Linked DNA regions of Culex quinquefasciatus: region 2 is linked to region 1. Evidence: chromatin contacts called from public Hi-C data. All regions are on one chromosome and are shown on one strand. The core of a region is the stretch at or near the end of the contact, and the rest is flanking DNA. Distances in the headings are between cores, read along the strand shown.

Region 1 (4,302 bases), core at 357-2,856:
CATCCAATTTGCTGATTTTCACTATTTAAACAACTAATTTTGCAAAACTTTTGATAGAAACTTGCTTGCTCACTTCTTATTGAGCTATTTATCACTCGATTTCAGTTGAAAACGCTTTTAATTAGCTTTAATTGAATGTCAAAGTTCTGACCTGCCAACATTAGAAGCACGCTGGAATTAGATGCTGTTCCCCTAACTCAAATTGTGTCAAATATGTTTTTATGTAACAAGGTAAAACAAGGTACTTATAACGGGGTCTAATGTTGGTTCATCGTTACTTTAAAAATACGTCAACATTTCAAATATTACGTAACACATACAGAGAAGAAGAGGGTTGACAGCTTTGTTGATAATTTGATCGTTGGACTTATATGGTTTTGGAATTGGTTGGTTGGAATTATATAAATGCAATTACACATACAACAATGTAAATTAATGTAAATTTACACGTGGAAGGAGGTAATACAGTGGACTCTCTGGCTATCGATCTTCTCGATACCAATATTTCTCCAGCTGTCAATAAATTTTTCAGTCCCTTCAAATAGATTGCTTTGATTTTTCGTTCTATAATTTGATAACTCCCGCTCTCGACGGTCCCTTCAATATTGACAACGAGAGAGTCCACTGTATTACACATTTTTTCAGTCTCAAAATATGTCCTCATTCCGCGATAAAATATTTCAATGATATTATTTCTGTGGACGTGTAGCATTTTTAATATTTCGATGCCGGTGGTCTCTCTTGTGCTAAGCTTGCTGGGATTCCAACCTAGATAGAACGAGAGAGCACACGGCCATTGATTTACTAAAAAGTTGATACGTCAAGGTCAATTGGTTAAATAAAAGGAAAAGTAATGAAAGAAAACACAGTTTATTTAAGACTAATTCCATATATTTAGCAATAGATTACAAAAATATACTGCAGCAAAGCATGTTTATTCGATTTGTTAGCATAAGCGGTTTTGTTGAGCTAATCCCCTACAAAATTCCAGGCAGTATTGAGGGATCCTTCCACATCCATATCCTTATTATTCCACCTCAAAAGCATTCCCGATTGTTGTTGATCTCCTCGAACAGCTTCCGCTCAATCGAGGGCCGAACTATCCGGTCGTTCGGCACGTTGGCACTGAGGTAGACCTGTTTCTTCAGCTTTCTGGCCAACTTCTGGGCCAGGTCTTCCGAGCCACAACCCACCACTTCTCCCATAATGGTGGTGGAGCAAATTTCACTCGTCTCCGTTGGTAGAGCCATTGCCATTTCGTCAAAGTTCTCCGCTTTATTCTCGCCAATGTATATGAACACCGAGTCCTTCATCTTCAGGATCCGCATGTTGTACTGGACGTCGCAAACCTCAACGCTGCACAGGTGCGAGCTGAAGTTGGACGGCAGGGGAGTGGCCATTGTTGTGCTAAAATTAATAAAATAATTTGCTGTTAAGTCTATAAAATTAGAAAATTCTTTAATTTTAACCTTGAATATGAGCTTGCAAAAAGCGAGACAGCAAGCGATACGCCGAACAACAAATCTTGAGTTTTTTTTGAAAACGACCTATAAACATATGAAAGACAATAGCTTATTGGTCCTTTTCAAAAAAAACTCAAGAAATCAATAAAAGCAAAACAAACAAACGTCAGTGAAAAACAACGCTATTGACAGATGTCATGTTATACGAAGCATTATGTACGTTACGAGGCGTCACTGATATAAACTCGTTACTAATGCGTTATTTCATTTGCAATATTTTTTAGAAGGGCATTCAACCAGGTAGTTCAAGCTACTGCCGCAGAAGTTCATTATGGCGCTGTGATGGGAAAACGAGTTTTGGCGTTTTCGAAAAAAGTTGCTCATTTTTCTGGTGGTGCTCCCCTTTAAATAGACTTCTAAAGCCCTAGGTCAATTTTCATGTACAACGGTAGTAAGCACCATTTAAAACCATTTCTGATCGACGAAGTTGACTTTATAGCTGTCGGCCACCATTGCTAGTACCAACCACTAGTGTCTTCCTTTTATCTACAAGGACTTCGCCGCCCTGGGCTCCTAAGTGTATGAAAGTATGGCACGGAGCGACGGCACCGAATACCCATATTTACACAAAGATTTTTTAGAGCGCCCGCCGCGGGATTCGAACCGGCGACCTCTGGATTGTGAGTCCAGTGCGCGGTCCGATTGATCCACCATTTCTGATCACTTTTTTTTATTTTAGTGCAATAAAAATAAATTAAAAAGTAGAACCCAATTGGGTTTTAAAATTAGGATTAAATTTGTGATATTATTGTTCACAACGATAAAGCTTATTTTTCTGAGTACATGACCCTTTGTACGACCGCAAAAGATTTAAAAACTATTTTAACATCAATTTTCAAAAATTAGCTTTGCAACCCTTCTTGACAGAAAAGGTCCTACTTGACAGCTCGTTCCAAGGGGACCATACATGATTTCCAAGGGGACCATACATGATTACCATACATAAGGCAAATGAGATAATCACTTTTTTTTGTGAAAGTTAATTTTCTAACTATCAAAAAAGTGTCTATTTGATTAATGATGTAATTAGTAAAAGATTATTTTCAGTTTTTTTTCTATTTTGAACAAAAAGTTATGAGGTATGGTTGTTAAATTGTCAAGGGCGAGACACTTACATGATATTTTATGCCAAACAAGCATTTGCAATTTTTTAGGGCAGTTTTGCATGAAAATCTTGTATTCTATAATTTGGCTAACATTTAGTAATAATTCTTAATTCATCTTAGAAAAGACTTGAAAAGGAGGCTGTTAATTTAATTCTTGTCACCCAAATGTATACTTTTGAGAAAAATTAATCTTCAAATTAGAACATTAACAAAAGTACATTTAGATAATACTTAACATAAAGCCAAAAAAAAAATGTAGAAAAACACAACTGGAAAATATACTTCCAAAAAGTTTAGAAAATTCCAAACAGTATTCTTTTTTTTGACAATTGATTGATTGATTGATATTGATGTTTGTGGACACTCGACATCGTCCGGGAAGAATCCCCAGCACCGGAGTAACCGCGGCCGCTGTTGCGGAGAGAATGCGCTCGCTGACTGAGCGTCGGTCCAACGGCCGGACTGTCATTTGGGCTCTATTTACAGCGGTACAATGGGGTCCTATACAACAAGGTTGGCACAATACTCACATCTTCCCTCTTCTCCGGGGTAATGATTAAAAAATAAAAAATCTCTTAAGTTATTTTCTCCAATTTGTTTAAATATTAGAACATAGTCATGACTCCTCCAGAACAATCCTGTTAATCATTAGGCTGTGTAACACAAAAATGTACGATGGAAACTTTTTTTTTTTTAATAGAAGCGCACCTGAACCAACCTCGGAACCAACCGTTCTTATGATGCTACCTCCACCAGGCATTACAGAGACTGGCTTACCACCCACTGTATCGATAAAGAGTTTAATTATCTCTTCGGCAGTCACGTGTTTTTTTTCGTCTCTTACAAGTTTCCTTACAAAGTGCGTACGTTTCCTTACGTATTGCTCCTATATTTGAAACTGTTATTTGTTTTAAAAAGAAAACATGTATGGGCAAAAGACTATTTTTTTAATTTTTTTTAATAATCGTATCAAAGAAAACTTCTTACAAATTAATCGACTTTTTCCCGGCATTTCATCGAGACTTCTTGAAGACATCTATCGAAATTGAATCTGTTTTTGCCTACTTTACCTTTGTCAACGAGACATTTCTTAGACTTCAACGAGCCTGCGAGGCCTGCTGGGCTCGTCTGCCTTCTCTTCGTATTCTGCTCTTGTTAGTACACGCACAAGCGATTGAACCCATTCGTGGTTTAAATAGATATAAATTAACCGAATTTGCCATGGATGAAGTTAACTGTATTCGCCACACCACCTCCGCTTTTCATCCAAGCAGTTCTGTTCTTCACGTACATCCCACAACGCGATTAATTCGTTTGATTTCCAATGATAATCAATTCTGTGTCCGCTCCAAAACAAACAAATCTGATCCATGATTGTGGGTGTCCCTCCCCGCGTTAAAACCGAGCCATGTAGCGTCCCATCGCACTTTGTTCCGGTGGATTTTTCCTAGAAATTCGTAAATGCGGTATATCTTCAGTGGTCATCATAGTTAGTCCCGTAAACGAACAATTCCAAGCGACCGTCCCTGACCATAACCAGTCTGATTCGTAAACAGACATTTCAAAGAGGCCTTTCCAGTTCGACTCGTAAACGAACATTTCCTTGAGGTAATTCATCCAGGTCCACGTCCAGTCTGATTCGTAAACAGACATTTCCAAGAAGCCTTTACAGT
Region 2 (4,722 bases), core at 971-3,470, 160 kb after region 1:
AAAATCTATTATTGAAAATAATCGGGCTGCCATTGTGGCCACTGTTTTACTTACAAATTTGAGTAGTAAGAATGTGTTTAATGTTTCATTTCAAAATCCACAATTAAATCATTTATTTAAATCCCCAAAATAGAACTTTGGTAAAAATCCATAAAAGAAAATCATGAAAAATACTAATTGCCATCATACTAACTTAAAGCAAGAATTGAAAAAAAACTCATTTAAATAGAAATTTTAACTGGAAATGGCATTAAATTTGGCAATAAAGTAAATATTTTTCCCATATTTTTATAGAATATTCAATGCATAGATTTTGTGATTTTTACAAACTTTACTTACTTTTTTTATATGTTGTATAGAGCTTTATGACGTTTCGCGTACGCACACTAGCGCACCATTTGATTTTGCTGGCTGAAAAAATTTAACCTCACTTTATTTTCGTGTACGTACACGCAATACATACGCACGTAGAATGCTCTATTGCACTTACACTGAAAACTGATGATCAATATTGTTTGACAGACTTTTTTGGCATTGCTATGCATTTTTTGATACTGCCAAAAATATATTTTAAAAGATTTTTATAACCTTTTTTGATTTTAAGATTTTTTTCAGCAATTTGATCCATTCTTGCATTGCTGAGGTACAGGCCATGACTTTTATATAAAAAAAATATTTTATATTATAGAGACAGAGTAGAAAACCTTGGAGGAAATTTAGAGTATTTTTAGGTCCTATAACTATGGGGTTTCGTATGTTGTAGGATCTTTTATAACAATCCTCTAGAATTATTATATCACGAATGCTTGTGGGACTTTAGAATTAACTTTAAAACCAAATTTACGATGCATTTTTTAAATAATTAAATGTTAAACGTAAACATTCACTGGCGTGCGCAGGATAGACGGCTTGTTAACAATTCCATTTTCCCTTTTTTGCTAAATTTTTTTTCTTTTTCATTTTACTTTTGCAGCGCCACTATATACAGAAGTGGCCATCAATCGAAGTTGTGTGATCCCTTTCATTCGTTTTCCACATTCGTCACACGTTGCTTTCAGGCGTTATTTTACATGAAGTCATTTTATATGAAGTACTAGAATGGAACGTACTAAATCTAACAGATTAAATGATGAGGGCTCACAAAATTTTAAAATAATTGTCACCCCCAACAAAAATAATTGTCACCCCTAACAAAAACTAGGTATGCAAACTATTTTGGTACATACTTCGGTTTGTAGCCTCAAATAAAAATCTGCTGTATTTTAAATAAAGCTTAGTATATGATCTGATAAATATTTCGGATTATAATCAAGTTTTTTTTCTTCAATCTAGAAAATAAGTTTATTACACAACAAACCTACATCACTCTCTACCAAACACCTTCGTAAAAGTTTTCTCATCGTAAACCTCCCCATACCGGTGCACAATCCGGTACACCTCGCCGTTATCGTGGTTCTTGATGGGAAAGTAAAACTTCAGCAGTGTCCGCTGCAGCTCCGACCGGGGCACGATGTTGTCCACCGGATAGATGCGGTTCTGCCGCTTACCGCCGGGGTCCACGTACGATATTTTCACCTGCTTGCCCTCATCGTCGGTGTACACGTAACCGACCAGATTGTTCGTGAAATAGCTAAACGCCAGCAGGGTCAAGGTGGTTGTGAAGCCTAAAATTAATTAAATAAAATAAAATTTAAGTTTTGAAGTCAAATGCAAATTTATGACTTCTCACCAACAGATCCGAAAATCTGTGCCGTCGTAACGGAGCAAATGTCCGCGTAGGCCAGCGCCAAACAGGTGGGAACCGTTACCGCCGTGAGACCCGCCGGGTACAGCTTCAACCGCTTGAAAGCCGCCGTCAGCATGATTCCTCGGAAGTGGTACAGGGTGTACCACTTGGTGGAATCTTCAACGTGCGACGGCGGCTCGTTTTGGGGAACCTTTTCTGGCGCAGCTGGTTGTGATGATTTTGTGGAGCATTGTCGCACCAGCAGCCCAGGGGAGGAACGAAATGCCGGCGATGAAGTTGGTTTGAGCGCGAGTGAAATTCGTGACAGCGGGCAACTTCGGAGCGCTTGTAACATTTTGAAGGCTTTTGTTAGGTAATCTTTGAACTTGTCAAACTACTTCCATCAATTATTTTCAAGCTATTCCACGAAAAATCAGAATATTTTCAGAGCGAATTTTCAACACAAATTTTGCATGATGCAATGAAAGTGAGGTACTAGATTCAAAACAAACTAGAGAACTGTCAGATAATCAGCTGTTTGACTTTTGACAGTTCTCGTTTTAAAAGCGCACGTGCGATTTGTTGACCAACGTTGTCGGTTCAGTTTGGTTGCAATTTATATAGTTTTTTAGGTGTAAAAAGTTGGAAAAGTTGTTAAAATGAGTGCCAAGATAAAGCTAAAGGAAGTGTAAGTATAGTTTAGAAATATTTCCACAGTTTACTGCTATTTTTGCTTTGTTACAAGCGTTCAAAAAATGCGTACTGTTTTTGCTTTCGAACCTCGTTTGTTTTGGTACAGTAAGACGCCAGTAAAGGCGGTTATTTTGAAATCAAAAGTTTTTAAAATATATTTATCTGAAAAATTTGGGAATAGTATTCATTCAATTTATTTGTTGTTTCTATTGTTTGAATTATTTGAAATGTGTGTTTTAAAATTATTTAATACAACATTTTTTGTTATAAAAATATTATTGTTATTCGAAAGAGTTCTAAAGCACTTTTTTCATTTTAATTTTATTTAAATTGTACTCAGAAAAATAAGCTTTATCATTGTGAACAACAAAATCGCATATTTAAGCTTAATTACATATTGGCCTTTTTATAAAATATTTATTTTCTGACTCAATCTCAAATTCGGATTTATTGAACTTTTTTCACTATAATAAATAATACCTCAAAATGAATACTTAAAACGTAGTACAGTCCAGACTCGATTATCCGAAGCCTCGATTTTCCGAAGTTTCGATTATCCAAAGGTTTTTATGGGCCTTCGTATAATCATTTTTTTTTTCGTGTTTGAGTTCTGCGATTAGCGAATTTGAATGTTGATTGCCTTAAACCGCCATTTAAACATTCTTAATCACTTTAGCGAAGTTTAGGGGTCAAAGCTGGGCAATAGATAAAGAAAAAAAAATTCTGAGGCCTTCGTATAATAGATTCTGGACTGTAACTGCTATTTTTCTGTAAATAAAAAAAATAAAAGACAAAAAACAAGTTTTTTCAATAAATCTTATTTTTGCGCAATAAAAAATACAGTTTTAATTGTAAAAGTGTCAAAATATGATTGCAATTGAAAAATAAACATTCGAATACTTCAATCGTTCTTATTTAGTACTGATTTTTTTTTTTTTTTTTTATTTATATTTATTCAGATTTTTTTTTTTCCATGTACATTCATTCAGTTAAAATATTATTGAGTGTCCAATCACAATTGATGACTTTTCACCTCAATTTTAAATTCTAGCAATTTTCATTTATTCATGAAATATTGTAGCTTTCGCTATTCAGTGATTTCATATGTAGGAGGGCCTACATGTACAAAGGGAAAAAGGGATACCTTAAAACTAACTTATAAACTATATAAAGAGCGGATCAATGCAGCTGAAGACTGCAATGATTTTTGTCGAAATGCATCAATTATCTTATTGGACATAACATCCAAAGTGTTAACTTCGGCTAATTGATGAAGTTCACTGGTATTGATTTTATCAATGATCAAGTTTGAACTGCATTTTATTATTTTTGCCCTTGCAGTTTTTTATCTTTTGAAATTCAAGTTGGCTTCAAAATAAAAAAAAAATATTTTTTACCTATATCTAACTTCCTTTAGAGCTGTTCTTTGTTTTTTTCGCTTCAATAACTTAACATCTGATAACATTCAAACTCTTTACAGTTACGAAGTCCAGAACCAGTACAAGGCGTTCTACACCGGCGGCACCGTCCAGTGGTCCCCGAATGGGCAGGAACTGCTGTGCCAAAACTCGGGTGCCATCAATCTGATCTCCGTCAACGATGATTCCTCGGAACCGGTCATTTTCGGCGCCAATCCTTCAACAACCGACGACGACGATGGAATCGCCGAAGATTCGGTCTACACATTCGCGCTGGCCAACGGTGGCGAGCACGTCGTTTCTGCGCATCGATCGGGGCTGCTTCGGATGTGGGACGTCGCGAGCAGGCAGGTTGTCAAGATGTGGCGCGGGCTGCACCAGGGACCGACGACGCGGTTGGCGTTCAGCGCCGGGGATCAGCTGGTGGCGAGTGGCGGGACGGACACTACGGTGCGCATTTGGGACCCGATGCAGCAGGTTTGCGTGGGGACACTGCGCGGGTGTGTTGGGGTTGTTAGTTTGCTGGTGTTTCATCCGGACGAGGAGCGGAAGGTTATTTTGGCGGCCGGGGATGACGCGAAGATTTATGTTTGGAACTACGAGACGCGCGAGTTGGTGAAGACGTTTTCGGGGCACTTTTCTAAGGTGACCGCGGTGTCGTTCTCGAACGATAGGAAGTTTTTGGTCTCGGCTGGACGGGACAAGATATTGGTTCTGTGGGATTACGAAACGCAGCAGTCGGTAAAGACGATTCCGGTTTACGAGAGCTTGGAGAGCGTGATTGTACTTCCTGATGGTATTCGGGTGAACGGACAGAAGTTGAAGAAGGGCAAGATTTATGCGGCTTGTGCTGGTGAAGAAGGTTTGATCAAGGTTTGGGAGATG

What was found. Hi-C and Micro-C count contacts between places; a contact is called where the count stands out from the background.
Region 2: a contact with region 1 is called in a Hi-C map of whole body, with 5 times the contacts expected there. The contact joins the promoter of LOC6042120 here to the promoter of LOC6042115 in region 1. A contact is called at or near these places in 2 of 2 Hi-C or Micro-C datasets (both in whole body).

What each region holds. Positions count from the first base shown.
Region 1 is chr2:175,630,522-175,634,823 of VPISU_Cqui_1.0_pri_paternal, forward strand. It overlaps LOC6042115 (proteasome assembly chaperone 4), which reads right to left and starts at 1,607. Exons shown (of 2, transcript XM_038254960.1): 1 at 1,470-1,607; 2 at 870-1,407. The coding sequence starts at 1,400. The coding sequence ends at 1,038.
Region 2 is chr2:175,790,162-175,794,883 of VPISU_Cqui_1.0_pri_paternal, forward strand. It overlaps LOC6042120 (transmembrane protein 186), which reads right to left and starts at 2,221. Exons shown (of 2, transcript XM_001851217.2): 1 at 1,730-2,221; 2 at 1,314-1,664. The coding sequence starts at 2,081. The coding sequence ends at 1,363. LOC6042121 (transducin beta-like protein 3) reads left to right here and starts at 2,266. Exons shown (of 2, transcript XM_001851218.2): 1 at 2,266-2,414; 2 at 3,900-4,722. The coding sequence starts at 2,386.